4 separate regions of the Rattus norvegicus genome follow, and regions 2, 3 and 4 are each linked to region 1. A link is a contact called in public Hi-C data. All regions are on one chromosome and are shown on one strand. Each heading gives the region's core, a stretch centred on a gene start, on an enhancer-like site or on the middle of the called end of the contact. The rest is flanking DNA. Distances are from core to core; before and after follow the strand shown. Region 1 holds the start of Clk3 (CDC-like kinase 3). Region 2 holds the start of Fam219b (family with sequence similarity 219, member B). Region 3 holds the start of Ulk3 (unc-51 like kinase 3). Region 4 holds the start of Ubl7 (ubiquitin-like 7).

Evidence for each region. A called contact is a pair of places that touch in the nucleus more often than the background predicts.
Region 2: a contact with region 1 is called in a Hi-C map of kidney, with 2.7 times the contacts expected there. The contact joins the promoter of Fam219b here to the promoter of Clk3 in region 1. A contact is called at or near these places in 6 of 12 Hi-C or Micro-C datasets (Schwann cells, frontal cortex, hepatocytes and 3 more).
Region 3: a Hi-C map of the A7r5 cell line shows a contact between it and region 1, with 3 times the contacts expected there. The contact joins the promoter of Ulk3 here to the promoter of Clk3 in region 1. A contact is called at or near these places in 3 of 12 Hi-C or Micro-C datasets (the A7r5 cell line, kidney and liver).
Region 4: a Hi-C map of the A7r5 cell line shows a contact between it and region 1, with 3 times the contacts expected there. The contact joins the promoter of Ubl7 here to the promoter of Clk3 in region 1. A contact is called at or near these places in 5 of 12 Hi-C or Micro-C datasets (the A7r5 cell line, Schwann cells, frontal cortex and 2 more) and 1 of 1 datasets of contacts at active chromatin or transcription factors (oligodendrocytes).

The regions. Positions count from the first base shown.
Region 1 is chr8:67,059,861-67,063,584 of GRCr8, reverse strand. Clk3 (CDC-like kinase 3) reads left to right here and starts at 1,936. Exons shown (of 13, transcript NM_134340.2): 1 at 1,936-1,983.
Region 2 is chr8:66,835,138-66,838,861 of GRCr8, reverse strand. It overlaps Fam219b (family with sequence similarity 219, member B), which reads right to left and starts at 1,632. Exons shown (of 5, transcript NM_001401179.1): 1 at 1,356-1,632; 2 at 1,079-1,166; 3 at 314-391. The coding sequence starts at 1,569.
Region 3 is chr8:66,887,242-66,890,965 of GRCr8, reverse strand. Ulk3 (unc-51 like kinase 3) reads right to left here and starts at 2,032. Exons shown (of 16, transcript NM_001271135.1): 1 at 1,878-2,032; 2 at 1,108-1,248; 3 at 904-1,024; 4 at 383-487. The coding sequence starts at 1,979. Scamp2 (secretory carrier membrane protein 2) reads right to left here. Exons shown (of 9, transcript NM_023955.1): 9 at 2,815-3,724.
Region 4 is chr8:67,215,258-67,218,981 of GRCr8, reverse strand. It overlaps Ubl7 (ubiquitin-like 7), which reads right to left and starts at 1,814. Exons shown (of 11, transcript NM_001413519.1): 1 at 1,769-1,814; 2 at 159-371. The coding sequence starts at 342.

The sequences.
Region 1 (3,724 bases), core at 687-3,186:
AGAAGCAGTTTAAAGACTGTTGAATGCTGCGTGGTTGGAAGGTGATTAAGGGATCAGTTTGAGTTTGCCTTAGCAAACATAATCACCCAGCCTTTTAACTCAGCCACTGTTGTTTACTCGGGTGGTGATGAAGATGCCGGGTCATTATGTCAGAACCAGAGGCAAAGTCTCTAGACAGTTTCAGCACTGGAGGGAGTCAGGAGCGACAGCACCTGGTGGGCGAGCATCCTTTACAGGGAGGGGGCACCTGGGAAACCCTGGCTGCCCCGCTGAGTCAGCAAGATCCTAAAGGGATGCCCCGCCCTGGCTGGCCGCCGCAGCCTCGCGGACATCGCGTGGCGTGGGGCAATTAGGCGCCGCACCCGCCCGCTTGGCTGCGCAACGCGCGGGGGCGGGGACGCTGTCAAAGCGAGGCCCTACCAAAGGACCGCGACTTGTATTCTCTTCTGAAAAAATAAGACCTCATGATCCTGTCACGACAAAGCGTTGGACAGTAGGTGGGAGGGGTCTAGACTGGGTGCCTCAAGTCCGATGCCTCAGCAAAAGGACTGGCCGAGTGATTCGAGTGGCAGAGCGGGAGCTCGGCGCGACACGGGGCTTTTGTGTGGCGCGGGTTTCCTAACCCAGCAACCGTGGTGATTGACAAGCAAGACGCTGTGTTCAAGGGAAGGGGACGTCTTCTCCGTCATACCCCACCGCCGAGGCTCGTGGGGATCTTCCCGGAGGCTGCTCAAGCTCCAGCAAGCTGGGGCGTGGCGCCAAGACTTTCAAAAAACCCGCACAAGCCGAGAGCAGAATGTGTCGTTTGCTTCTTGCGCGCAAGCGGAGTCGAGCCCGCCTTCCCCTGCCCGGGCGCACCGACCGCCTTCGTCTCTAGCGCCCTCCCGGGTCCCGGGAGAACAATGCCGGTCCTCTCCTCGCGCAGGAAGAGGCTGGCGAGCATCGCCGGGCCGCGGCGGGGAAGCGGCCCCAGCCTGGCAGTCCGGTGGGTTCCTCCTTTAGGCCTAGAGCTGGCCTCAGACCGCGGTCGTGGCCGCGCACAGATGCGACCTCGGGGGCCTACGTGCACCACTACACGGAGAGGGGCAGGCCGCCGCCCGAGGATGCTCCCCGGACCTCCCGGAAGAGACCTCCAGCGTTGCGGCCCGGACCCTGGCGGGGCAAGCCAGTCCCCCAGAGTCTGCGAGTTGGCGGCTAGAGCGGCCAGGCCTCTGGGCCGGGTCGAGCCCGGGCCGCCGACGGCTGCGTCACGCGAGGGGGCGGTGCTGCCACGGGCGGAGGCCAGAGCCGGAAGCGGAAGAGGCGCTCGGAGTGGGGAGTGGGGCCTAGCCGCAGCCGGAGCCTGGGAGACGGTGAGTGTGGGCCTGGGCCCACGGCCGGGCAGCTGGGGTCAGTCAGTGGGGACAGCCAAGCTGGTACGGGTACCTTGGCACTCGGTCGGGTCTCGGTGTGTACCTGTTTCCCTCTTCGGCCCACGTCAGGCCGCGGTCCCGACCTCTCACCCCTGACCCGCCGCTTCTCTCCCGGAGGGCGGTCATTGCAGACCCCTTTTCTGGTTCCCGCGGTGTTGGAGGCGGAGCTCCAGCTGCCTCGGAGCCGGCTGGGAGGATCCACTTTGGGCTCCGAGCCGGCCCTCAGGCTGGGGTCGTGTCCGATCTAAGCTATCCTGGAAAAGGCTTTCCCTATCCCGAGCTCGAGGCATAGCCCGCAGACCTCCTTCGCGCGCCGCCTGGAGTTTGATTCTGGCCCAGGCTGGCCATCCCTTTGGTCGCCGGGTCTTCCCTTGGCGGTTACGGGGAACGGGACTCTAAGATCCCTGGGTTCCGGGAGGAAGGAAGGGACTTGAGTGCGGGCCACCGGCCCCCTCGGTGTTTTGTTATGATGGGACCGCTTCATTCCGGAGAATGGGCCACACTAAGCCAGGAGTACAAATGTCCAGGCTGCTCCTCGGTCCGGTCGGGAGCCTCTATGCTTTAGTTCCGGGTGCGGGCTCCCTGATGCTTGGGTGGGAATTGCCTGAGTCTAGCCCCCATCAAGGCGGAGTTGGCGGCTTTCCAGTTTCCCTCCTCCGTGCCCTTGAAAAGGAGGAGCGTTTTGCCCGGTGGCAGCCGCAGCTTGCGAGGTGGCAGGTTTGAGGTTGCAGTGGTGGGGCACTGCCAGCCAAAAATAACCATGGGTCGCTTGGGTGGCAGGAATCCGGGAGGGCAGCCGCTGACCTGGCTGGCTGCTCTTCTTGTTAGCCCGGTTCTCTAGCCAGGAACAGCAAATGAGAAGCCAGAGAGGCCTGTGCTCAGAGAAAAGCTGGCATCTTTAGCTTAGTTTCATTGGTCACATTACCTTTTTCTTTACTGTGCAGAGCAGAGCTTCCCAAAGCATAATTGTGGTCCTTAAGTTTTAAAATAGCTTTTCTGCTGAGGTCTCAGGAAACCAGGGAATTTTCGAGAAATAGGCTCAAAAGACCTGGCTGGGAGCATGACGTGGGCCACCTGGTATTTCCCATTTTTCACCTGCCTTGGATGCGTTGCAAGGGAGATGATCTCTATTACTGCCTATGTGTGGTACTTCATGGCCAAAATACTTGGCCATCTTTGCCCATCTAAAAGGTGTTATCTTTATTTTTCAGGCATGACAACTGAGGTCTAGAGTGACTTGTATAAGGCCACAGGGCCAGTAAGTGGCAGCACTGGGATCAAGTTCAAGGTTTCCTGCCAAAACTTCCTACCCGGTCTCTTGGAAGGAAGGAATTATAAATTAAGGCATTCAGCATATCCCTGAGTGTTAGCCGGCATCTTCTCAGTGCTAATGAAAGGCTGTCTTTAGTACTTCTTGTGGCCCAAACCTGTGCTAGGCTTTTACTTTATAGGGCAGACATATTTAATTCTTACGGAGCCTGTAAGAGATTATTGTTCCCTTGTTTCAAGAGGAGGCCGAAGCTCAAAATGGTTTAATAACTTGCCCAAAGGCAAACAGTGAGGTGGTAGTGCTGTGGATCAGGTTGACTTTCAACTCTGAAGCTGTGACTTTCCACTCAAGTAGACATATGTGGTCATAGAATCTATCTAGGTCTCAGAAGGAAAATTTTGGCCTGCTGTAGATTAGATCACATTACCACATTCTCCAGATAGGATTCCTGCTTAGAGTGCTCCGTCTGCCTGGTGAAGATGGGCAGGACCATTTGCCTTTTGGGAAGATGTGTGCCCTGGCCAGTAGGATGTCTTTTGGGTCAATTAGTGAGACGTGACATACTGCTTTCAGACCATAGCTTGAGCACCTGCCATAAGATAATGGGGGTGGGGGTGGGAACATTCAGATGATTGTGAAAACAAGTCTTCTGATTTTATATAGTGTTTATCACCAAGGATTTCTGGTTCCCTAGACTTTTCAGATGGTGGGTTGTTAGTGGGAAGATAGATGGCAGTGTCTTTCTTAGGGTTCCCAGAGGCTCCCAGAGGTTTAGATAAATTGCCTCCCTATCCTGCTCATACACAAGTACCTATTTCATCTTTGGACTGTGCTGGTGAGATGGAGCAGCCTTGATGGATTTGTTTAAAAGGTGCTTGGCCGGGCAAGCCTAGGACTACGCACTACTAGGAGGTTGGGTGTGAGCGATTGAAGGCTTGGAAAGCAAACAAGCTGTGCTCTCATGCCTGGCCATCTGGTGGAGAGAATGAGAAGGGGTTGGATATGGGTGAAAACAGTGCCAGACTCATGTAGCCATCTCTGT
Region 2 (3,724 bases), core at 383-2,882, 220 kb after region 1:
AAACAGCAAGGAGGACATGCAAGGGATCTGAAGACTTGAGAAGCAAAGACCAGAGAACTCAAGCCCAGAGTCCCAGGGAGTACCAATGGTTCCCTCAGACGATTCCAGCAGAAACAGTCATTCTCACTAGAAGTGCAAGCACAACAGGACAGGAACTCTTCCAGCCATGCCATCCCTGAAGGGACAGCGCTCAAAGAGAACAGTTCTGGGATGTATGTGAAGGGCCTTGGGGGAATTAGGCAGCAGGCAAGGGCATCAAGCAACCCACTGTGCTAGTAAGTCACTCCTGACTGTTTCCTAGGCAAGCACTCACCTGTCAGAGTCAAGGGACACCAGGTTTTCATCTGGACTCTGGCTAAGAGCAGTATAGCCCCTGTTAAACTTCACTGACCTGAGACGGGATAGGGAAGAAAGCACAGGCATTTCACAGGGAAGGCCAGAGCCCAGCCCCTACACAGAAAGAACTGATTGGGCCATTCTGGACTTCCCTTCTACCCCATCACAGCCACCACGACCGACCTGCAGCTCTATACAGCTGGCTCTGCCTCCTCAGATTCTTCTCTGGCCCACTCTGCTACACTGAAAGCTCCTAGGAAAGCTTCCATTTCATGAACCAGGTAAAGCAGCATCTCTACCTTATTTAACCAGAGGATCCCAGGCAAATCCTTTCACATTTGAGTTTCAACATACAGTTATAGACAGCTATGTGAGGTCTTACTGAGCTCGAAGAGCTTCCCATTCTGCTTTTAAAACCTCCAAAAAACACTGCATGGGTTCTCCCTCTTCGCTCCTGGGACTCCAGCTACTATCCCGTCCTTTAATGAATATCCTATCTATGCACTGATGGAACTCCCCTATTACAAAGCCTATTTTGTGATACTAGCACAGTTTTAAAAGAGTAGAGGTAGTTCCGGTTCTCACTCTCCCTCCCACCACCATCCCTCCTAGTTCTCATTCTTAAGGTGCCAGCAGATAAGCTAGCTAGCGCAACCTTAAACAGCGCCCCGTTTCCTAAGCAGGAAGGGATAAGGCCTTCTTTGCAAGCTGCTGACACAGAGGAAGTAATGCCCACTGAGACCTTTTCCCTGAAGAATCGGGGCGGTTCGTCAAGGCACCCAGCATGCCCTTTCTCCGTAGGACGGCCTTGGCATGGTCCCGATGTTTCTCTGGAAGTTAAAGGGTCTTGGGTCAGCCCGGTCTTCCCCATTCCGCTGCTTTCCAGGCTCTCAGGGGCAGGAGAGGGCTGCACCTAAATCCCTTCCCTTCTGGGGACAAGATCACAAGGCTCTAGGGCCCAACCCCAGGCCACAGCAGACCGCTCGAGCAAAGACACTCATGCAGCCCATGGCACTCACTCAGCTTAGCCTGAATGGAAGGTGCGCGCGTCACCAAGTAGGGTCCACGCTTCTCCGTGGCGGGGAGCGGGCGTTCCCCGAGCCGGAGGGCCGCGTCGCCGCTCTGTCTGGAGGGCAGCCCCGCAGCTCCTGCCACGCTGTCGGGAGCCGCACCAGGCTGGGACCCCTGCGTGGACATCCGCACCACATGCCCACGGAGCTCCCCGGTCGCCATGACCGGCCCCGCCCCGCCTTGCCAGTGGCCAGCCCGGTGCGGGGAAGAACAAATGACAAGACGTACACTCCTTTAGAAAGATGGCGACGCGCAGGCGCAGGCTTCCCTTGGCGCTTTCCGGCGTCCTGCTGCGGAGAGAGCACCAAGGTTCCGCCCTACCCGTCAGGAGCTGGCCAGCCCAGGTCCTGCTTTTCAGGTACTCTGAAACTCGAAGTCTGTCTGAGCCTGTTGATGTGCAGGATCTCAGTTCAGTCTATAGTCGAAGTAAAATGACATTTAGTAGGGTGGCGGGGTGTGCCGACCCAAGTGCTCTTTGGATGCGTCGTGGGCCTCTTTCGCCGCAGCAGGAGTTTCTTTAGGGGTGATACAGGAAGGGTCCGGCTCATACGAAGGGGCTACAGAGACCTTCTCTAGAAAACAGGTCTGGGAGGGTCAGGATTTACCCATGACATACTACTCAAATCCCACGGGTTTTGTTTTTTTCTTTTTGTGAGTTTTTTGCCTGAGACCTTGACCACAGCTGGCTCTCTTTAGGCCTATTTCCACACTTAAATACAACCTTGGGGCTGAAAGGATATATAGCCCAGTGGTAAAATCCATGCCTGGCATGCAAAAGGCCTTCTCCCCTGTCCCCCATCTCTCCTCCCACCCAACCCCCCTTTTTGGTAGTAAAATGGGAAACTAGGCATGATGGTGGACACCTGTAAACCCAGGGTTTGGGAGGTGGAGGCCGGAGTTCATGAGTTTATAAATCCTCATCTTTTAAAAGAACGAAGGTCCCACAGTAACAAAAATAAATCGAACACTAGAAAGCAGGGTGGAAGTGTGCTCTTGAGTCTGTGTGTGGCAGGGCACAAGGCTGTGTCAACTCTTGACTTTTCTGGCCCCCAAGGGATGTGTTTATGTCTGGCTGGAAATAAGCTCCAGATCCTTGTAGAAACGGCCAAATATCTTGAGGCTGCTCCACAGCTAACACACTGTCGAAGGAAAGGTCAATAATGTACAACCTAAATCCCCAGGGACAAACAAAAAATGCTGGATAGGAGAAAGGGAAGCGTCTGGGGTTAAGCTTTTGAAAAAAATCAAACTTAATGGAGTCTATGCTATCTTAATGAATCCACCCCTACACTAACTGTTAGACTTGTTTTATTTTTAAACAGAATCTCACTATGTAGCCCAGACTGGCCTTGAACGCACAATTCACCTGCTTTGGTTTCCCAGGTACTGGAACTGCAGGTTAACACCACCATTCCCAGCTGTTGGAATTTTTATTTTTAAAGATTTATTTCATGTATATGAATGAGTACACTGTAGCTCTCTTCAGACACCAGAGAGGGCATCAGACCCATCGCAGGTGGTTGTGAGCCATTCCAATTTTCATCTGGAATGCTGGGAATTGAACTCAGGACCTCCGGAAGAGCAGTCAGTGTTGTTTGTTAACCACTGAGTCATCTTTCCAGCCCTGGAATTGTTTACTTATAGAAACACACAACTCAGTTTATTGTTCAGTTTTCACGTTGAAAACAAAATGCTGAGTTACTCCTTGTATACAAACGTCACAGAAGGATGTAATTGCACATGCCTCTATCCAGTCGTTAGGAGGTAAAGGCAAGAGGATCATGCATGAGTTCAAGACTAGCTTCAGCTCCATAGTAAAACTCTGTCTCAAACAGTATCAACATTAAGGAAAAGGTAGAGGGGCTTACAACCACCTGTAACTCCAGTTTCAGGAGATACCTCACCTCTTCTCACCTCCACAGGCAGCAGTCATTGACACATATATAGGCAATTAAATGAATCTTCTGAAATGTTTTCAAGACCCTAAAATGAAACAGCAGGGGTCAAGGTGCAGAAGCACACCTTTGATTCTAGCATTCAGGAGGCAGAACATATGGTGAGGCTAGCCTGGTCTACATAATGAGGTCCAGGACAGCCAGAAAGAAAGAAAGAAAGAAAGAAAGAAAGAAAGAAAGAAAGAAAGAAAGAAAGAAAGAAAGAAAGAAAGAAGGAAGGAAGGAAAGAAAGAAAGGAAGGAAGGAAGAGAAAGAAAGAAAGAAACGAGAGAAAGAGAGACAGACAGACAGACAAAACAAAAACATCATGAGAGCGGTACCAGAGGGAAGCTGTACCAGCTCTGACCATTTTACAGACCGAC
Region 3 (3,724 bases), core at 783-3,282, 170 kb after region 1:
TATACCATGCTCTCTGGCCTCCAAACTCAAGTCTATTCTTTAAATCTTATCAGAAGCCACAAACACCTGCCCACTGCTATGTATTCTACCCAGCTGTCCAGACTGAGCCCTGATTCTAATAGCAGATCAAGTTGGGTCTTGGCTCATAGACTGCTCCTGGATGCTGTTCACACATTGGCACTATTTCCAGACTGAACCCCAACTCTGACCCAGACTTTATCCCTAGCTCCTCCCACAACACTGTAGGACATGAAGTGTGGGCAGCCTGAGAATGGGAGCTACCTTTCGGCGATGGGCTCACCCCTGTAGCTCCTGACCGGTCACTATCCAGCCAGGAGCTTACGGTTTACCCACTCTAAAACACCGCCCTGCTGCTGCAGACCTGCCAGTTTCAGGTGGGGCTTCTCCAAAGAACTCAGGAGGATGTTCTGCGGCTTCAGATCCAAGTGAGAGATGTTTCGTTCATGCAGGAACTGCAGGGCACTAGCTGAGGAGTCAGCCATGAGCAAATAAGTTAGAGCCTCTTTCCTACCCGCCTCTCCCCTCCCCAGGCCTCCCTCTATCCCTTACAGCTGTAGAGCTGTTCTACAGAATATAGGGAAGCACAAGACTCTAGCTACCTCTAAGAGTTCCCAGGTGCCTGCTTTTTGCACCCTTCATAAGATCGTCTTCCCTTCAAGGAGCCTCCAGAAAAGCCTAAGCCCTTTTGGACTTTGCATTCTCCCTTGCTAAAGCACTTGGGTTCCACCTACTGGGCCCTGGAAGATTCCACAAGGTTCTTACATCATGTTCACCATGAGGAAGTCTGAATTCCCCACAAACGCTAGAGACACACACATGGGAGACTGCAAAGCTCTGGAATAGGGGAGAAGAGGGCATGGGGTGTGCCACAGGCTTTTTTACCCAACTGCTGCATGAAAACACGGGCCACCTTCTCAGGCAGAATCCTGCGGGTATGGATGAAGCGAGACAGGTCACCCCCTGCACAGAACTCCATGATGAGGTAGATATTGTCATTGTCCCACTGTGGTTGAAAGTAAAGAGACAGCTTTAGGCAGTGTCCCTTCCTCAGCCTCCTTTGGAGGGAACCCCATCCCAGGCTCAGACCTGGAAGTCTTTCAGCTGCACGATATGGGGGTGCCGAATGCCCTTGAGGATCTCAATCTCAGTCAGGAGGTTTTCCACTGACGCCTTGTTGAGACTTTTCTTGGCCACGCATTTTATGGCTACCACTTCCCGAGTAGCCTTCTGTGGTACAGGAAATTTGGGGTCTCTGTCTTGAAGGGGCCGACCCCACGGGCTGGAGTGGGCTCTGGTTCCCTCAGCAACCTTTCCCTGTCTGGGTCTGTCCACTCTCCTCGGGTCTCCAAATTTCCCAGTTTCAACTTCTCAAATCAATGAGGCATCTCTGGAATCCTGGCTTCCCACCCCAGCATGGCAAGTGCCAATGCCATGCTTCTAACCTATGGCATCACTTTCTAGAGTGGCGCGGGGGTGGGTGTCACTATTTAAAGAGCTAGCCACTCTGCATTCTAACTGGTGCTTCCTCCTGGGAGTCTGACCCTAGACTCCTCCCAGTCCTAAGGCAACTTCCGTGCCGAGCCGGTTCTTCAACCACTGATAGCGAGGTTCCCTTAGGTCACGCCCGCCCCTCCAGACCAAACTGGCGTGGTTTTTTTAAAACCTAAAAGGGGCGGTTAGCTCCCGCCTCCTCCATCCGCCTGGTGCCAGGCAGCCGCTGGCCTTACTGCTCTCAAGGTGGTCGCCTTTCCTGCACAGCTTGGCCTGTCACCCAGCCGGGATTGCAGGGAGTTGGCTGGCACAGGAGCCGAGTGCCCAGCGCCCGGACACTTCGGGCACAACCCGCCCACACCCACCTTGGCGTAGGCCTTGTACACCGTGGCGTACGTGCCACTGCCCAGGCGCTCGGTAAGGATGAAACCGTCCAGCCGAGGGAGACCCCAGCCGGACCCAGCCATCCCGCGCCCGCCGCCAGGTGTTTCCTGGTTTGGGGTGCAGGTTCCGGCCAGCAGCGAAGCTGGGGGCGCTCGAGGGGCGGCAAGGCGGGACTCCACACAGCCCCAGTGCTGCCCGCCGGAAGCGCGACTCGACACCTCCCCTCTGAGGCTCCTCCCCGCCTGCCGCGGGCTGGGTGACACCCTCTGCCAAGGACTGCCAGGCAGGTTTCAGACAGTCTTCAGTGGTTGTAGAGGTGTGTCGAGGACTTCGGACACTATCACATGGGAACACTCAGCACTCCACTTCCTAGAGACCACCCACGTAGGGGGCTGGAGAAGGAGCAGGCTTTCTCCCTGCCCTTCAAGACCAGAAGCAGTGGACATGAAAATCCCATCGCCCCACTGGGTGAAGAGAGAGAACAGACTCCAGCAAGTTCTCTGATCATCACACATACTCAGGCGCTTATTCATTCGTTTATTTGGTTTTTGAAGACAGGGTTTCTCTGAGTAGCCCTGGCTATCTTGGAACTTACTTTGTAGATCAGTCTGGCCTCGAACTCAAGAGATCTGATGGCCTCTGCCTCTCGAGTGAGTGCTGGAACTAAACGGTATGCACCAACATGCCTGGCTAAAAAAATTTAAATGCCTTTGGAAGAGGTCAAGTTGCCACAGCCAGGGCCCTCCTTTCTACCTTTCACTCTTGGAAAGGGTTCTGCCCTAGAGTTGAGTGGCCTGTCATCTATCACAGTTCAGCCACCAACGATCGATCTTGTCACCTCAGCAATCTTAGTAGGCCCTTAGCCTGTACTTTGGTAGGCTATAGCCCTCCCAAGTCCACCAGAGACATCAGGACCAGTGCTGTCCGAAAATCTTTTTATTAAAGCACAAAAATTGAGACAAGACATATACATTTGTACATGGAGGAAAATAATACCAGAGAGTTTACAAAACCCTTGTGGCTGTCATTACCATTTGGTGGCTCTAGGGCTAAATGGGCTGACAGCATGAGGGTAGCCTCAGGAGGGCCCCAGTTCCCAGAGGCAGGAGGCTGGCCAGCTTGGCGAGTGCTTACAACACTCACAAAGCACAGGGTCCAGGTTCTCACAGTGGCTTCCTAAGTGCCACTGCAGTGACACCTGTGGAGCACCCCAAGATGAGTGGATAGGAACCTAGACTCCACTGAGGGTGTGGGAAGAACCCTCAGAAAGAAGGCTCAGCAGTCCTGCCTGCAGGACATAGTTCAGGACTGATTTCCTCCAAACCACCCTAAGAGTTGTAAGAGGTGAGTATTGCTGAAGATGGGCAGGGGCCAGGGTAAGGCGGAGGGGCAGAGTCCCTTGGGAGGAGAGAAGCCACAACAAACAGGTCAGCAGACACCTACCCTCTCAGAAGACTGCTAGAGGCTGGGCAGGACTTGATTGACTTGTCCTCAGTCCCTCCCCATCCCCAAGTCCCAACCAACCCCACTCACTATACATTCAGAAGTCTGAAGAGGGGCTAGGGAAGGCCCCGAGGACACAAGGTGCGGTCACACCATGAGTCGAAGCAGGCACAGGGTCGTGACTATCGTGAACACCTGAAGACCCCCGAAGATAATCTGGGAAACTTCTGTGCACCCACCCAGTACACAGTTCACCTAGAGTGTAGCCCTGGGGAGGCTCATGAAGCCCAAGCATGAAAGGCAAGACTGTGGAGGCCCCAGTACAGATGAAGCCTATAGAGGGAGGAATGCAAAGTGCCTGTGGGAAATCCCTGGTACAGTGAGC
Region 4 (3,724 bases), core at 565-3,064, 160 kb before region 1:
TAACATGAGACTCAAGTGGCAAATGATAGTTTTGTGTTTCTACTCATATAAAACTTAACTTTGGAGTGAGGCAACAAACCACAAGCCCTTAATTTACTCTTTTACCTCCTCTCCCAGAGGCAAGAGCAGCAACCCAGCTGTAGCCAACAGAGACTCACCTATCAGCTCCGGGTCTGGAACAGATTCCTGGAGCTTGCCAGCAATAAGCTGCTTTAGAAACGAAATGCTATAGCCCCCGAGGGAATATTCTCCCAGTTCTGTCTCTGGCAACTGAAGAATAGATTTGGGAGCAAGTGGCTGGTCAGCCAGCTTCACTGCCAAGTGCCAGTCTGAGAGAGACATCCTCTCTCTCTCTCGCTCTCTCTTTCTCCCTGTAAAACAGTAAGGCATTAACGGTTAAAAGACAAACCACCATCCTACTCATCTCTCCCTGCGACAAAGAATAAAGGAAAGACAATGTCAGTGCAATACCGCTACAGAAGCACGGGTGTAATGTTAAGAGGCTAGTGGTGGACAGCAAGGAATTTCTCTATGCCTCAGTTTCTTCACCTTTAAAGTGGGCACAAAAGGCCAACCAATTGGATAGGAATGTTGTGAGGGTCAAACAAGATCATCCAACCCTATCCCTTTTACCCACTGATTTCTGGTGTTCTTCACCTTTTGATTTAGCTATTACAATGCTTTAAGGAGCCCTTGCCTCTCTTGCCTCCCGCTATCAGAGATCTATAGCGCCACCCAATGCCATATTGTTAAAACACAGATCTAACTTAGAAGCTTAGACCGCCTTCATTGATTCCAAAACACCTCTATGATCAGGTTAACTCCACAGCCTGGATTACAAAACCATTTATTCTTACTCCTACCAGCTTTCTTCAACAGACCCAGCCCTGCCCCTTTATAACAACACAGGTAAGTATACTTTATAACAAAGTTGTCCCATATATTTCCTCTCTTGGTCACACATTCCCTCTTCCCTCAAGGTAAGAGAGCAACACAAATCAACAGATTTGAGGACAAGTCAGCCAGCTTCATTACCAGATGCCAGCCTTAAAAAGCTATCTTCTCTTCGCTCCTTTTTCCTTATAAACCGTATTTACTTCGCAATTTCTCACTGCTTCCCTCACACCTGTGACCCGCCCCCGCCTCCGCCCCCTTTCTTGAAAGCCTTGAAAGCCAAGACTAGAGCTTTTCTTTTTTTTTTTTTTTTTTGGTTCTTTTTTTTCGGAGCTGGGGACCGAACCCAGGGCCTTGCGCTTCCTAGGTAAGCGCTCTACCACTGAGCTAAATCCCCAGCCCCGACTAGAGCTTTTCTAATTCACTGTTCCAAGCCTGGCATATATGAATGCCCACAAAAATAAATCTAATAACTCAAAAGAGTGCAAGAGCCTTGCATCACAAAGCAAGTCCTTGTTATAGACACCATTTCTTCCGAAGAGGTCTCTTGCGGTAGAGACAAGACTAAGAAAAAGCTGTGATGCGACCCAGCCAACTTCAAGGTACTATCCATCTACAGGTTTAAAGCGAGGAAAGAGTTGGACTTTTTGTATACCGATCTCGATCCTCGTAACTGTCCCCTGAAACTGGCATCACTATCCTTATTTTACAGATCAGGAATCAAGACTCAGAAAGCTGAAGTCACTTGGCCCAAGGTCACAGATACCTAGTCGTGAGTAGGGACAGTGTTGACAACCCCACCTCTCTCGTGGGACCAGTTAGCTACTCCGGACCCACGAGAGCCCCGCGCGCCCAGGGGGCCCAGCGCCCTCACCCGTCCCGCGGAAGGAACCCGGCCGCAGCAAGCCGCCGGTGTAAACACTCACTCTGGTCCTCTTGCCGGAAACCGGAAGCCCCGCGCTGCATTCTGGGGGCTATAGTTTTCACTGAGGCCCCGCCCCTTATAAATGGCCGTCCAGTGGCTAGTGGTAATGCTTCCGGTTCCTAGGAGGCGTGTGTTCGAGCACTTTGAGATCCTAGGAGCAAGTAGGTTGTAGTTTTCTGTCAGACAAAATGTACCAGCTGAGGTAGGGAAACTCGGTGTGGGGTTTTCGTAAGCAGTCAATAGTCCGATGATTCCCGCGCTCTCTGGGATATTTTTGAAGCTTGTTGGTTGTCCCGCGTTTGGGTGGGCCGTAGGCCAGAGGGCGGACCTTCTCCGAGGGGGACCGGTTCCTAAGTGGACAGGAGCCCCGCGGCCCTTTCGATGTAGACGCACTTCTCCCACGTAGTCAGTCTCCTGTACTTCTTGCTCCCTTCTCCCAGGGAACCTACCTTGTGGCAGCGCACCAGGGCTCCAAAAGTTGAGTCCGTAAGAGGAGTGATTAAGTCGGGTTTCTGGCCCACCGTGAACATGCAACAATGGGGTTTATAACACAGTCATTCATAGAATCTGTTTGGGGAGGAGAATTTCCACTGAACTGAGACACTGCTGGTTTTACATGACTGAACTGAGAAACTTCTGCAAGATCAAATTGTATTGTGTTTACACAAAAGTTAGAATTAGCTAAACTCAAGAGAGTACTGATTGATCTCAGAACATTAATTCGAAAACTAAGGAAAACGATAACCAAAACCAGAAACCTACTTTAAAACTGTGAAGTTGAGGGACTGGTGAGGTGGTAAAGGCAGCAGGTAAAGGCACTTGCATTCACACCTGAGGACTTCAGTTCCCCTGGGAACCACGTGGTGGAAAGATTGAACTGACTCCCCAAAACTGACCACACACACACACACACACACACACACACACAAATGTAATTTTAAGAAATAAAGTTCCGGCTGGAGAGATGGCTCAGTGGTTAAGAGCACTAAGTGCTCTTCCAAAGGTCTTGAATTCAATTTCCAGCAACCAAGTGACTCACAGCCATCTGTAATGGGATCCGGTGCCCTCTTCTGGTGTGTCTGAAGACAATGACAGTGTAAATACATATATAAATCTTAGGGGGATAGTTCACAAAAGCTGAATACTGATTCTGTGTACACAGGTGTAAAAGCTATATCCTTGTACAGTCCACCATAGGACAGAACTCGGGGAGTAACTGAGTAGGATAGCTTGACAGAAAAAGCAAACTACACATACATGACTACCCCCTCCTGTTCTTATAAAGTATGCATGCTGGTAGGCAGTTTCACAGTTCCCAAAGTCCCTCTTCCCTATCCCATGCATCCACTTTTAAATATAGCCCCTCTTTCAGGAATTCCTAAGTGGCCACCCTCTTAGCCAGTTTTCTGTCTACTAGAGTACTGACACTTAAGCTCCACGCTTTATTTCATTAAATTTTGTTTAGTACTGTGTCTTAACCGTTTGCTGGAGATGTCAGGAATCCTATCTCTTCTTGTGTTCTCAAAATGGTGCTGAATGCTTGTGAGATTCTTTTGTTTGTTGTCATCATAATCTTCATGGAAAAATGGACCCTGACGGTCTTGTTTGCCTTCCATAGGTGATCTTTACCTGAAACATAGCAGGTTAGCAAGAAATATGTCTTGAATGAATAATCCAGGCCAAAGCTATTTATCAAATATGGCTGCCTTATTGTATGTATTGCAATGTGAGGATGCTGCGGATGGGCAAATTAATATAGGAGTAAGCTAAGATCAACCACACAGGTTCTGTGTGGACCCAGTTAGCAAGTAAGTACTATGCTCCCAAGCAAAGGTCAGGTCCTAGAGAAGGAAGGAGAAGCCTGGACATAAAGACAGATGTTTGGCAAGAAGGAAAGAGTTCAAA